Linked DNA regions of Zea mays: all the other regions are linked to region 3. A link is a contact called in public Hi-C data. All regions are on one chromosome and are shown on one strand. Each heading gives the region's core, a stretch centred on a gene start, on an enhancer-like site or on the middle of the called end of the contact. The rest is flanking DNA. Distances are from core to core; before and after follow the strand shown. Region 1 holds the start of LOC100382314 (3-ketoacyl-CoA synthase). Region 2 holds the start of LOC103629978 (probable flavin-containing monooxygenase 1). Region 3 holds the start of LOC100282762. Region 4 holds the start of LOC100272654.

What was found. Hi-C and Micro-C count contacts between places; a contact is called where the count stands out from the background.
Region 1: a Hi-C map of tassel shows a contact between it and region 3, with 3 times the contacts expected there. The contact joins the promoter of LOC100382314 here to the promoter of LOC100282762 in region 3. A contact is called at or near these places in 6 of 25 Hi-C or Micro-C datasets (bundle sheath, ear, endosperm and 2 more).
Region 2: a contact with region 3 is called in a Hi-C map of leaf, with 5 times the contacts expected there. The contact joins the promoter of LOC103629978 here to the promoter of LOC100282762 in region 3. A contact is called at or near these places in 4 of 25 Hi-C or Micro-C datasets (all in leaf).
Region 4: a Hi-C map of leaf shows a contact between it and region 3, with 7 times the contacts expected there. The contact joins the promoter of LOC100272654 here to the promoter of LOC100282762 in region 3. A contact is called at or near these places in 5 of 25 Hi-C or Micro-C datasets (bundle sheath, ear, leaf and 1 more).

What each region holds. Positions count from the first base shown.
Region 1 is chr6:128,368,045-128,371,066 of Zm-B73-REFERENCE-NAM-5.0, reverse strand. LOC100382314 (3-ketoacyl-CoA synthase) reads right to left here and starts at 1,580. Exons shown (of 1, transcript NM_001175063.2): 1 at 1-1,580. The coding sequence starts at 1,541. The coding sequence ends at 75.
Region 2 is chr6:127,995,037-127,998,170 of Zm-B73-REFERENCE-NAM-5.0, reverse strand. LOC103629978 (probable flavin-containing monooxygenase 1) reads left to right here and starts at 1,362. Exons shown (of 4, transcript XM_020539476.2): 1 at 1,362-2,010. The coding sequence starts at 1,540.
Region 3 is chr6:128,134,586-128,137,474 of Zm-B73-REFERENCE-NAM-5.0, reverse strand. LOC100282762 reads left to right here and starts at 1,327. Exons shown (of 12, transcript NM_001155668.2): 1 at 1,327-1,728; 2 at 2,172-2,333. The coding sequence starts at 1,663.
Region 4 is chr6:128,284,430-128,287,727 of Zm-B73-REFERENCE-NAM-5.0, reverse strand. It overlaps LOC100272654, which reads right to left and starts at 1,399. Exons shown (of 2, transcript NM_001147112.1): 1 at 234-1,399; 2 at 1-91. The coding sequence starts at 1,340.

The DNA of each region.
Region 1 (3,022 bases), core at 331-2,830, 230 kb before region 3:
AGTCCAAAACACGCTGTCACGTCGTCGGTCACATACTCACATGCATGCCCGGCCTGATGTCCACGGGATAGCGGCTAGTGCTTGAGCACCTCGGGGATGTCCACGGGGTAGCGGCTGACGCTCTCCGCCCAGGGCCCCTCGGCGGTGCGCGCCGGCGCGATGCACTCCCAGGCCGCGCTGTTGCACTTGAACCCGGAGCCGAATCCGATCATCCACACGCGGTCGCCGCGGCGCATCCGGCCCTTGGCCTCGATGTACGCCAGCTCGTACCACACCGAGCTGCTCGACGTGTTGCCGAACCGGTGCAGCGCCATGCGCGACGCCTCCACGTCCTCGTCCGACAGGCCCAGGCTGCGCTGCAGCTCGTCGATCACCGCGCGGCCCCCCGCGTGGATGCAGAAGTGCTCGAACGCCGTGCGGAAGTCCGGGAGGTACGGCTTCACGCGCCGGTTCAGCACGCGCCGCGCGATGAAGGACAGCGCGAACAGGAGCTGCTCCGAGGCCGGCAGCACCAGCGGCCCGATGGCGGTGATGTTGGCCTTGAGCGCGTCGCCCGCGATGGTCATCAGGTCCTTGGACAGGTTGATCCCGCGGTGGCCCTCGCCGTCCTCCTCCTGGAACACGCACCGGTACGCGCTGTCCTGGGCGCCCGTCAGCGTGCGCACCACGCGGGCCAGGCGGAACCGGGCCCTGGACCGGGACGTGGACAGCAGCACGGCGGCGCCGCCGATGCGGAAGAGGCAGTTGGGCAGGAGCATGGCGCGCTCCTTGCCCACGTAGTAGTTTGGGGTGATGGTCTCCGTCGACACCACCAGCGCGTGCGCGCCCCGGCCCGCCACCTGCAGCAGGTTGCGCGCCAGCCCCACGGAGATGAGCCCGGCGCTGCACCCCATCCCGGACAGGTGCACATTGCGGACGTCCGGCCGCATCCCGTACCTGTTGATCACCATGTCCGTGAAGGACGGGACGGGCGCGAAGAGGCTGCAGTTCACCACCAGGATGTCGATGGCGCTGGGGCTGATGCCCGTCTTCGCGAGCAGGTCGTCGATGGCCGAGAAGATGACGAGCTCCACCTCCGCGCGCGAGGCCTCCATGTTCCGGTACGGCGGGATGTAGTGGTGGGCCGGGGGCAGGCAGGTCTCCTCGCCGAGGCCGGACCGCTCCAGCAGCCGCGTCATGAACCGGACGCTGCGCTCGTCGATGGAGGCCCCCTCCACGAACGTCACCAGCTTCGCGTGCTCCAGGAAGGTGGCGAAGGGGACGCGGCAGTTGGGCCGCGTGCGGAAGCAGGCGTAGTCCACCAGGTACACGGCCCGGGGCCGCAGCAGGACGTACAGTATCGCCGTGGCGGCCGCGACAAACACGGCGAGAAATACGTGCACCGCCCGGAGCGCCTGCAGCCTGCCGAGCAGCTCGTCCGGCCCGACGCGCGCCGCATTGACGACGGCCGCCACGGCCAGCGGCGCAGCGAGCACGGCGACGAAGTTGTTCACCACGAGCTGGTACAGCTGCTTCGGCTGAAGCGCCGCCGACGAACCCATGCTGTCTGCTGCGCGAGCGAGACGAGTGGCACTGTGGAGTGTGTGCGTGAGAGTGAGAGTGATCTTGGGAGCGGGAGGGTAGGATTTTAAAGCCGGTGGGATCAGCGAGGGAATTATCGACGCATGTTGGTGGGCCACGGAGGTCTTTATTCGCCCAGGCTAGCGAGCTGCTGCATTGGCATCGTTCACCGATAAATCTGATGAAATGATGCCGCTAATTAAAGTCCTTGCTTGTACGCACTGATGAACTCTCATCTCATCACCCCGAGGGCAGCAAAGCCATAAACGAAAATTTGAAATTATCCTACACAATTGGAACGTACATGTGTACTAGCAAATCTTAACCTTTTTTTGTGTTTTGTGGCAATTTATTTTTGTACTACAGTATAGTACTGTTGGCACCGATTTAAACGCCAATCACTAGAGATGAACGAACACTAATTTGGACGCCAATCATTAGAGATGAACCGTCTTACGGCGCTCTCTACGGGAGCGCGGACGGTCCACGACCTCGCTACAGGAGTGGCTTCTCCATGTGCGTTTGCTGGTGGTCCGTGCTATGGACCGAACTGTTCACACGTGCGTAGAGGGTCTTCTTCTCCGCGAATAACCTAAATCGTGCCTCCCCGGAGTGACCCCTGTCGAGGAGGAGAGTTCCAGGGATTGTCTTGGGGTCGGCAGACCACCCAATACGCCTCTGGTCAACGTAGAGCCGAACAGTGGTGAAGACTGAAGAAATAGGTCGAGAAAGGCTAAAATAGGGCTAGACAAAGGCTAGATTACTCCTACTCCTAAGTAATAGAAAGAACAATGCAAATAAGGTAAATATGATAAATTGGTTTGATTAGATTGATTGCAGGTTCAATTGACCGTAATCCTTTATCTATATAAGGAGAAGAGAATATGCACACCAAATCACGAATTGAGAGGACAGATATACAAATGTAAACCACGTCGATTCTAGAGGACGCACTTGTGCGTAGAGGTGAAAACGACCAGTAAACACTAAAATTATTTTTGTTTTCATATTTTTTTCTCGGAAACGAGATCGAAAGCGGTAACTTCAGAAACGAAAACTATATCGGTAATTCAGAAATATTGGAAACGAAAGTTCAGTATGAAAATTGTATCAGTTACGATGGAAATCTAAAATACGATCGGTAAAAGTTGTAACATGTGCCCTCAACTGACTTAAAAAATTCACGCAAGTCATACATTTATAAAAAAATAGTAATAATATTATGGTAGGAGGTCACAATAAATATATAAGGTAAGAAGTCATACAATAATAAAATCATAATTATGTATTTAAATAAAGTAGAATCTATAATGATACGACACTTACATTCTAATTGCACTCCTACTATTTGGCATAGTAATATAATTAGTATCCTCTTAGGGTGTGTTTGGTTTGACTTTTGGCTTTGGCTTTTGCCCTCCTAAAAACCAAAAGCCAACCAAAGGGCTGGATCCAGGAATCA
Region 2 (3,134 bases), core at 113-2,612, 140 kb after region 3:
ACCCTGCTCTCTTCCATACTCCTGTGAGTATCAAAATTGTAGTTAGATGTTGGTAATGCACCTGATATAACACATGCAATCTCTTCTCTGTGCAGGGCCAATCTGGGGCGGCATCCAACAACCCTCCGGAAGGGTTCAGCCCAACGCAGCACCAGTCGAACCGCCCACCTCCATGAGTGTTATATTTTCAGTGTTTAGACTTCAGAACTTGTGTAGAATACTTATGTTTGTGTTGGATACTTATGTCAGAGCTTAAGACGTATGAGACTTATGTTTGTGTTGGATATAGTTGTGTTGAACACTTATGTTTGTGATGGATATTTATATTTGTGTTGGCTATTTATGTTTGTGATGATATCTGTGCTGTATATATGTGATATATATGTGATATCTTTTGTTTGTGTGGATGGAATATGAAAAACAAATAAAAAAAAGGTGCCCATTGGTCACTTTGCCGAGTGTAACACTAGGCAAAGAGGTTCTTTGCCGAGTGTCAAGACCATAGCACTCGGCAAAGAACTAAGACCTGGGCACCGGTATAGGTTCTTTGTCGAGTGTAGGGCCTGTTTGGTTTGATGCCTAACTTGACACACTTTGCCTAACTTTTCTGCCTAAGGTTAGTTCTTCAATTCGAACGACTAACCTTAGGCAAAGTGTGGCATATTTAGCCACGAACCAAACAGCCCCGTAATGTCTCTGACACTCGGCAAAGAGACACGCTTTGCCGAGTGCCGTACATAGCACTCGGCAAAGAACCTGACATGGGGACCCTCCCTAGCGGGTTCTTTGCCGAGTGTCCCAAGTGGCACTCGGTAAATATTGATTCTTTGCTGAGTGCTACCGAGCAGACACTCGGCAAAGGTAACTCCTTTGCCGAGTGTCACCCGGGACACTCGGCAAAGACGCCGTCTGCGTCACCCGTCGCCGTAACGGCTACTTTTCTTTGTCGAGTGCTACCTGGCACTCGGCAAACCTCTTTGCCGAGTGCCCGAGAAAAAGTACTCGACAAAGAAGACTTTGCCGATGCACTGTATACCGAGCCTTCTTTACCAAGTGCGACACTCGGCAAAGCCTTTGCCGAGTGTTTTTAAGGTGGCAAAGGCGACGATTCCAGTAGTGTAATAAGTTTCTGCGTGCTCGTGTGCGCTCATGCTACCTTTTGTAAATCCTTAATTTGTGTACCATGTTGTAGATCTTCTTTATTAATAGGAACGGAGCACAATCTGGTGTCGTTCGCTCAAAAAATAATAATTGCCACTGAAAATCACTTATTTGTAGTCGGTTAGAAAGTTTGAGTCTAAGCTGTACATTAATTTATATGAATGTTTTGTCAACCGCATCTAAAATTATCATAGCCGCCTCTACAAAAAAATCAGTTTCTGTCGCTTTCACCCACAATTTACGGGACGAGAGGAAAATGTAGGGAAATTAAAGTTGCACAGGCGTTGTGTCCTAACTTCGTCAACGCAGCTCATACAAATTCACGCGCACGAAGGGGCTTCACAAATGTGAAAGAGGGGCAGCTCATACAGGAAGCAAATGGACACAATGAAGAAACGCGTGGCGATCGTCGGAGCCGGCCCGAGCGGCCTGGCGGCATGCAAGCACGCGCTCGCCAAGGGCTTCCGCCCCGTGGTCTTCGAGTCCGGCAAGGCCGTCGGCGGCGTGTGGAATCGGACGCTGGCCTCCACGAGGCTGCAGACGCCGGCGTCGGCCTACCGGTTCTCCGACTTCCCGTGGCCGGCGTCCGCGGCCTCGGCCGAGGGGCTCTTCCCGCGCCACGACGAGGTGGTGGAGTACCTGTCCGCGTACGCGCGGCGCTTCGGCGTCCTGGAGCGCGTCCGGTTCGGCTGCAAGGTGCTCGGCGCCAGCTACGTCGGGGCGACGGAGCAGGAGGTGGCGGCGTGGGAGCGCTGGTCCGGGAATGGCGAGGCGTTCGGCGACGGCACGGGCGAGTGGCACCTCACCGTGCGGCACGGCGACGGCGAACCGGAGGGCGGCGGCACTCAGGTATGACGACGTACGTATGGGTGGCGGGAATGTGGTGGTAGGCGCTGCACGGTCGGGGATAGTATTACTGTATGTTTGGTTTGGAGGTGTGATTAGGATCCAAATGGCGATTGAGATCGAGTGTTTGCGTCCATGCGCACATGGGATTGGTCATTAATCCAATAATCGGCCATGTGTGTTTAGTTGTTTATTCGACGTTTTCTGAGGCACAGGTACATTGGTGTTATCTTATAGATAGGTATTCTCATCTGGTGCCACGTAATTACGAGGTTACTGATCATCAACCTAATTTGAAGTTGTCTTAGACCCTGTTTAGACCATGTTCTAAACTTTAGAATTAAAATCCGCACTGGAACATACTTCCTCCGCCCCCAAATTAAAATTTGTTTTACATTTTTATGGATTCATACTATAATTAATATATATATATATATATATATATATATATATATATATATATATATATATATATATATATATATATATATATATATATATATATATATATATATATATATATATCGAGATTCATCATCATCCATTTAATCAAGAGCTAAAACGAATACTCCCTCTATCCATAAATGTTAGCCATTCTCACTTTTTGAGGAGTCAAATATTTTTAATTTTGACCATATTTATATAAAAAATTATTAATATTTATAGTACATAATTAGTATCATTAGATATATCTTTGAATCTATTTTTATAGTAAAATTATTCGAAGATATAAATGTTGCTAATATATTCTATAAATCTAGTCAAACTCAGTTTGACTGACACGAATACCACAGCGACAAACATTTATGGATAGAGTATTATTTTAAAACGGAGTGTGTATTAACTAAGATAATAGAGTTGTATGTGAAATATATTTATATAATATTATTGTATATAAGAGATACTTATATGATGCACTTCTATCATAGAAAAGTGGTCCAAAGGGCGTGCTACCAGTTTCAAAGTAGAAATATAACATGATATTCTATATAATTTATTTTCATTTTTCACCCTATAAATCTAAGGTAGATGACATTAGAAAGCAGTAAAATGTCAAATTCCAGGCTCTAGATTTTTATGATGTAGTAATCTAGATTTTCTAGAACATATATCATGAATTGCCCTAA
Region 3 (2,889 bases), core at 78-2,577:
ATATGCTGATAACAAATGGTTAGCCATGTTTTTGAAGAACTTCGGAAGATGAAGGCCCCCAACATAAGTATTTTAATGCTATCTCCAATAGATCTCTTGTCTTATCTCCTAATAATCTCTTATTTAAGCTTCACTTTATAAACAGTGCCATCTATAGTTTTTGTCGCTTGTTTACAGCTTAACATCCACGCTAGTACACAACCGGCGTCGCTCCACTCGATGCCCGCCACGTGCCTCTCTTGCGCTTAGCCTACACATCGCGACAATGGAGCTTAGGGGGTGTAAACGGTATGAATATTACCCGAGCATCCATCCGTCCGAAGAAGCTAATTATCCGTCTGGATAGTTTTTCTCGGATATCCGCATATTTTTCGGATTTCAGATTCAAATTCGGATAATACAATTCAGATATTGGATACAGATATGAGATGACTGATATCCGTCAGATTTCGGATATCCGGATATCTTCTCGGATACCTATCTGGATTTCAGATTTCGGATATCCGGACATCTTCCCAGATATCTTACTAGATTTCAGATTTTGGATATTCGGATAATTACATGTGGAATCGCCCTAAATATTCAAGTTTCAACATAATCAATACTTCATTTTATCATTTTCATATGGGGACTTGATGTTATGTTCTTATATAATGTCTATTGGTCCTGGTAACCTATTTTTAATTTTCGGTCGACAGTGGAATATTTTATGAATTTAATTGAATTTTGATAATTTTTTTGTAGAAATAATAATAATAATAATAATAATAATAATACACAAATAGTCTCAGAAATTCATGAAATTTGACGGAGGGGCAATATATGCCCATATAGCATCCTCAAAAATGTTTTGGCCATAAAATCCAAAGATTGTCATCGTTTCTTTCAATTCACTTTCACTTGTTGCGTGAGTTACATGTGAAATCACCTTAAGTATTCGAATTTTAACATAATCAATACTTCACTTTATCATTTTCACATGTGGAGGTGCAGTTATTTTCTTATATGATGTTTATTAGTTTTGGTAATTTATTTACCATTTTCGGTCGACATTAGAATATTTTATGGATTTAATTGCATTTTGATGATTTTCTACTGAAAGAAAATAATAATATACAAATAGCCTAAAAAATTAATGAAATGGTGTCTTACACGATATCCGACAAAAATATTCGTTACCGACGCTATCCGTGTCTGACTAGCTCCGTATTCGACTCACAACTATCCGTTTATATTAAGAACATTCATATTTGTATTCGTATTCGAAACTATCCGTATTCGAATTAAATCCGAATAAAAATACGAAAACAAATATAATTTCATCGAAGTCTACCTAGTGGAGCTCCAGCGCCTCGTCACCACTGTCCACTCCCGCCTGCCTCCCACCGATCCGAACCTGCCCCTTTCACTAATGCTGAGGGTCTATCTGTCGCGACCCCACGGGACAGCGAGAGTATCTAGGTCGGCCCCGAGCGCCACGCGCTGGTTTTCTAGCCTGCAGCTTTCGGATTGTTTCGCCTTTAACTTCGCTTCCCCGTGCGCTCTCGTCGTCTTCGCGAGGTCGAAATCCCCAAGGCGAGGCGTTGAAACCCTTAACCCTCTTCCACCTCGAAGCGGCGCGAGGAGGGAGAGTGTGAGTGGACTCAGGAGGCGGCGGGCGAAATGAAGCTTAACGTCAAGACCCTCAAGGGCACCAACTTCGAGATCGAGGCGAGCCCCGATGCGTCGGTACGGCCCCCTTTCCATCCTTCTGATTTCAATCCGAGCGATTCCGTGCAATTCTCGGCCGTTTCACTCGATTCCGGTGCGACTCCGTACGATATCGCGGTGGTCTGGTTCAGTGATTGCGCGTCCGGCCGGTGGTAGCGCAGAGGGCTTTGATCTGAATCTAGGGTTTTTGTTTTGGGGTCGTCCAGTCGGCGGGCGATGGGCCCCGCTGCTTCTGGTTCTCTGAATTATGAGCTTCAGTTTCTCACATGGGACATGGTCTAGGGTTTGTCGTTGGTTGGAGTTTGGGTGCTGTGGTTGTGGTAGGGTGCGTTCGTTGTAATCATCACAGTAATGCTGCTCGGTTGCTGTACAGACGGATGTTTCACCATTTCGTGGTGTTCGATTTATGTTGTTCGGCAACGTCTCTAGTCGTGCAGCCTACTCACTGCTTGTATTTTCAGGTTGCTGAGGTGAAGAGGATCATCGAAACTACTCAGGGTCAGAGTACCTACCCAGCAGACCAGCAAATGCTCATATACCAAGGGAAAATTCTGAAGGATGAGACCACTTTGGAAAGCAACGGAGTTGCTGAGAACAGCTTCCTTGTTATAATGCTGTCCAAGGTATTTGATGTTCTCTGGCTTATCCCATCAGCAATGTATTCAATATTCTGGTTCTTAACTGTAAAGTGTGATCGGTTTGTTTGTAAATCATGCCATATTTGAGTGTTTTAGGTTGGTTGTGTTAATTTCATTTTCACACCTATTTTTACTCCCACTGTTATTGCTACATGGATGGATTATTAGTAAAATATTAGTTGTTATGATTATTCACTGCCTTATGGTGTTCATACGTTACCTATAATAGCTTGTTGTCTTGTTTACTTCTGCTAGTGTTCTAGATGGTGCAGTCATTTGCCTGAGATGTGGCATTGTGACTGGTTTCTTTGACGATTTGCATGTAAATTGTAAAATTATGTCTTCTTTGAATGTCCCGCAAAGTGTTGTTTGATCGCCTCAATTCTGTATCCCCGATTGATTTGTCTTCCAGAATGGAGGCCTTAGATTAAACATATGCAGATTTGGATTTGGATTATTTACCTCTTTGTATTTACTCTCTCCAACCTTGACTGCTGTTTTGTGAAATCCGATGGCTGCATTTCAAATAAAATTCAACCTA
Region 4 (3,298 bases), core at 150-2,649, 150 kb before region 3:
GGGCCTCCCGGCCGCCGTCCATCCCCAGCCTAGGCGTGCCCGGCAGGTCCTCGCCGCCGTGGCCGACCACTCCTCCCACAACCCACATGTTCTGTATGCACAACCAAAATCGAATTCGACGTTAACAATCACTTCAACTGAACCTGCGCATGCACGCAATGTCAGTATGTCACACGCCGTGGTCGATGGTTGTGTGTGTTTGCGAACGTGTGCTGTGCGGCGCGCGAACGTACCGTGTAGTCGTGGGGCCACCTGGTGTCGAGCTTGACGTGTGGTCGCTCACCGCCACCGGTCCACGGCGAGCTCCCCCAGCTCTGGATGATGGCCTCGTAGTTGAGGGTGAGCGAGAGGCTCGTCTGCAAGAACTGGGCGTCGGCTCCCGTGTCGCTGCTGGCGGCTCTCTCGTCCGTCGCCGTGTCCTGAGGCGATGCGTAGTCGAAGTCGATGTCCAGCATCTCGTCAGATGCCTCTAAGTCCAGCTCCAGGCCACAGGCCAGCGTGCCACTGGCTTCGCAGCACGCACTGCTGCCGTCGGTCTCCACCTTGACTTGCGTGGCATCGTCGCCCACTTCCATTGGGTCGAGGAGGCCCAGCGTCTCCATGTAAAACGACGAGTCCTCCTCGTTTCCGTCGTCCAGGCCGTGCCCGAGGAGGGCTTCCATGTCCGCGGCGAACTCCCTGAGCTCGGCGTCGGTCGGGCCGAAGTTGAAATGGCCGCTGACGGGGCAGAACTGGGCCAGCGGCGCCGCAGGATCCGGCTTCGCGGGGTCCTCGATGGCGCCGTCTTCGTTGCACACCGACGCGTCGAGAGCGAGACCGGCCGCGTCCTCGAGAGGCGGGGGCGAGCAGAACTCGGCTAGGGCGGGGTCAAGGATGGGCACGCGGTAGAGCAGCTGCTCCTCCTCGCCGCCGTTTCGCTCATCGGGTGAGTCTGAGTCCCCGCCAGCCGCATGCGGTACGACGAGGCGCCGCGACAACGCCACCTGGCCGACGCTTTTGGCGTGCCCGCCGCGCGGGGTTCGCGCCTTGCGCCCGAACCACGCGGGCACCGCCACCTCGTCGTGACGCTCGCGCTTATTAGTCGCCGTCGCTGCCGCCGCCGCCGAGCGATCTGGCGGCGTCTGCAGCGGAGACGCCGGGCACAGGCGCAGCCGCTCGTGCCGCCGCGCGAGCGGGTTCGCCGAGTGCACCGACGTGTCGCACCCTTGGCACAGGAACGCGTCGTCCGCCGCGCAGTACCACCTCGCCCGCCGCCGCAGGCACCCGTCACAGGCGCGCGCCGCCTTGCCGCCCACCGCCGCCGCCGCCTTCGCCGAGCTGCCGCGGGTCGTGGCAATCATTTCTCTTCCGAGCGGTGTGCAACGATCTTGCTACTCAGTGATGGCCGCTTGTACGCTCAATGTATTCACATGTGCCGACGTACAGTCTAGAGTTTGTATGTAGTGTACTGTAGATTTTAGAAGAAAAATGTGTGCCGAAAATATCGCGGGATTCGGTTTTGTACAACCGATTTTCGGACCCACCGTGTGCACTTTGCACTTTTCGTGTCACGGTGAGCCCCACCTGCATGTCTTATCTGCGACGTGATTGGTCGAAGGAACGCAGCATCCGGCGCGGGCGCTTGTGATTGGCGCCGACTGGATTTCCAGTGGGGTCACCACGTTTAGCTACGCAACGCCTACAGCCCTTTCCCCATCCGGCCCATCGCTCTCACGGTTGCTGTGGGTTCCGGCTGGCTGTGTAGTGTGGACCGGGCGGGCAAGGATAGTAGTCTTTCTTGGACTCATTTTCCCACAGCTAGTTATCACAAGTACGTCTTTAATTACCTACATTATGAAGTACTCCCTTCGTCTCAAAATAGTAAACCATCTATCCCAAAATAAAATTCGTTTAATTGAATATAGACGACATAAATTTTAGGAGTACAAATGATACTATTTTGAAACGGAGAGAGTATTCATTTTAGCTTTTATTTTTGATGTTTATATAGATATGGATGATCAATGTAGACACATGTGTATAAAACGTATACATCAAGTGTTGTATGGATCTATAAATTATCTAAAATGATTTTTAATTTTTAATTTGTATAGCTAGTTGGAGCAAGTATATATAATAATTGATACATACTCAAACAAATCAATATTTTTATCGATACAAAATAGATAGATGGGAAGGGAAAAGAGAGCTTAGCTCCGATGCAAGCGCGAGAAGGAATAGGAAAAAGAATGTGAGATTTCGTGTCACTTAACAATAAAAGAAGTTTTTATGGATGATACAATAGATGACAACTATTGTATAACTTGACTCTTATAACATGACTTAAGAATTAATCTATATTATAACATATCACCAAAATTTCCACATTCCCATCCGTTGAGCTTTTCTGGTAAATTCATTTTCCGAATGGTTCCTGATTGGTTTGGTGTAAGGTTGACACACACACACAAAAGTCCAAACGAGCTAAACACTAGTACAAAAAGGCTCAAAGCCTGCGGCACCCATATATTTTTACAGACGGATCCGGTTATCCACCGACTATGTTATTTCTAGTGGCGGTTCCTTAAGAAAACCGCCACTAGAAATCGTATTTCTACTGGCGGTTCCTTAAGAAAACCGCCAGTAGAAATCCATGATTTGTAGTGGCGGTTTTCTTAAGGAACCGCCAGTAGAAATACGATTTCTAGTGGCGGTTTTCTTAAGGAACCGCCACTAGAAATCATTTTTATCCTTAATTTTTCGAGTTTTTCAAACGACCTCGTATGATAAAACCACTAAAATAAAAGTTGTAGATCTCTAAAAGTTATGAAACTTTGTAGTTGACAACTTTTTTATTTGAACTCATTTCGGTTCTCAAAAATTGAATCTAAGTATGTCAAATTTAAAATTCAAATTTTGCAAACTACCTCGGATGAAAAAAGTGTCAAAATAAAAGTTGTAGAACTTCAAAAGTTATTTATCTTTGTAGTTGACAACTTTTTTTATTTGAATTCGTTTAGGGTCTCAAATAAGCAATTTACACTCAAATGGTTGTAATATGTGGAGAAAACAACTATAAACTAGACACAAGTCATGTCATAGACGGAGTGGTAGTGGAGGGTACGCGCGAGGGTGAGGTCTACGGTTCGATTCCTAACAACCGCGTAGCGCGCGAATTTTGCGCGAAAAATGCCGCGACTTGCACTGGCGGTTTATGGAATCGATTTTCACTGGCGGTTTTATTACGTCGAAATCGATTTTCACTGGCGGTCTTCAGTTACCCGCCTGTAAAAATGGTGATTTCTACTGACCTCTAGCA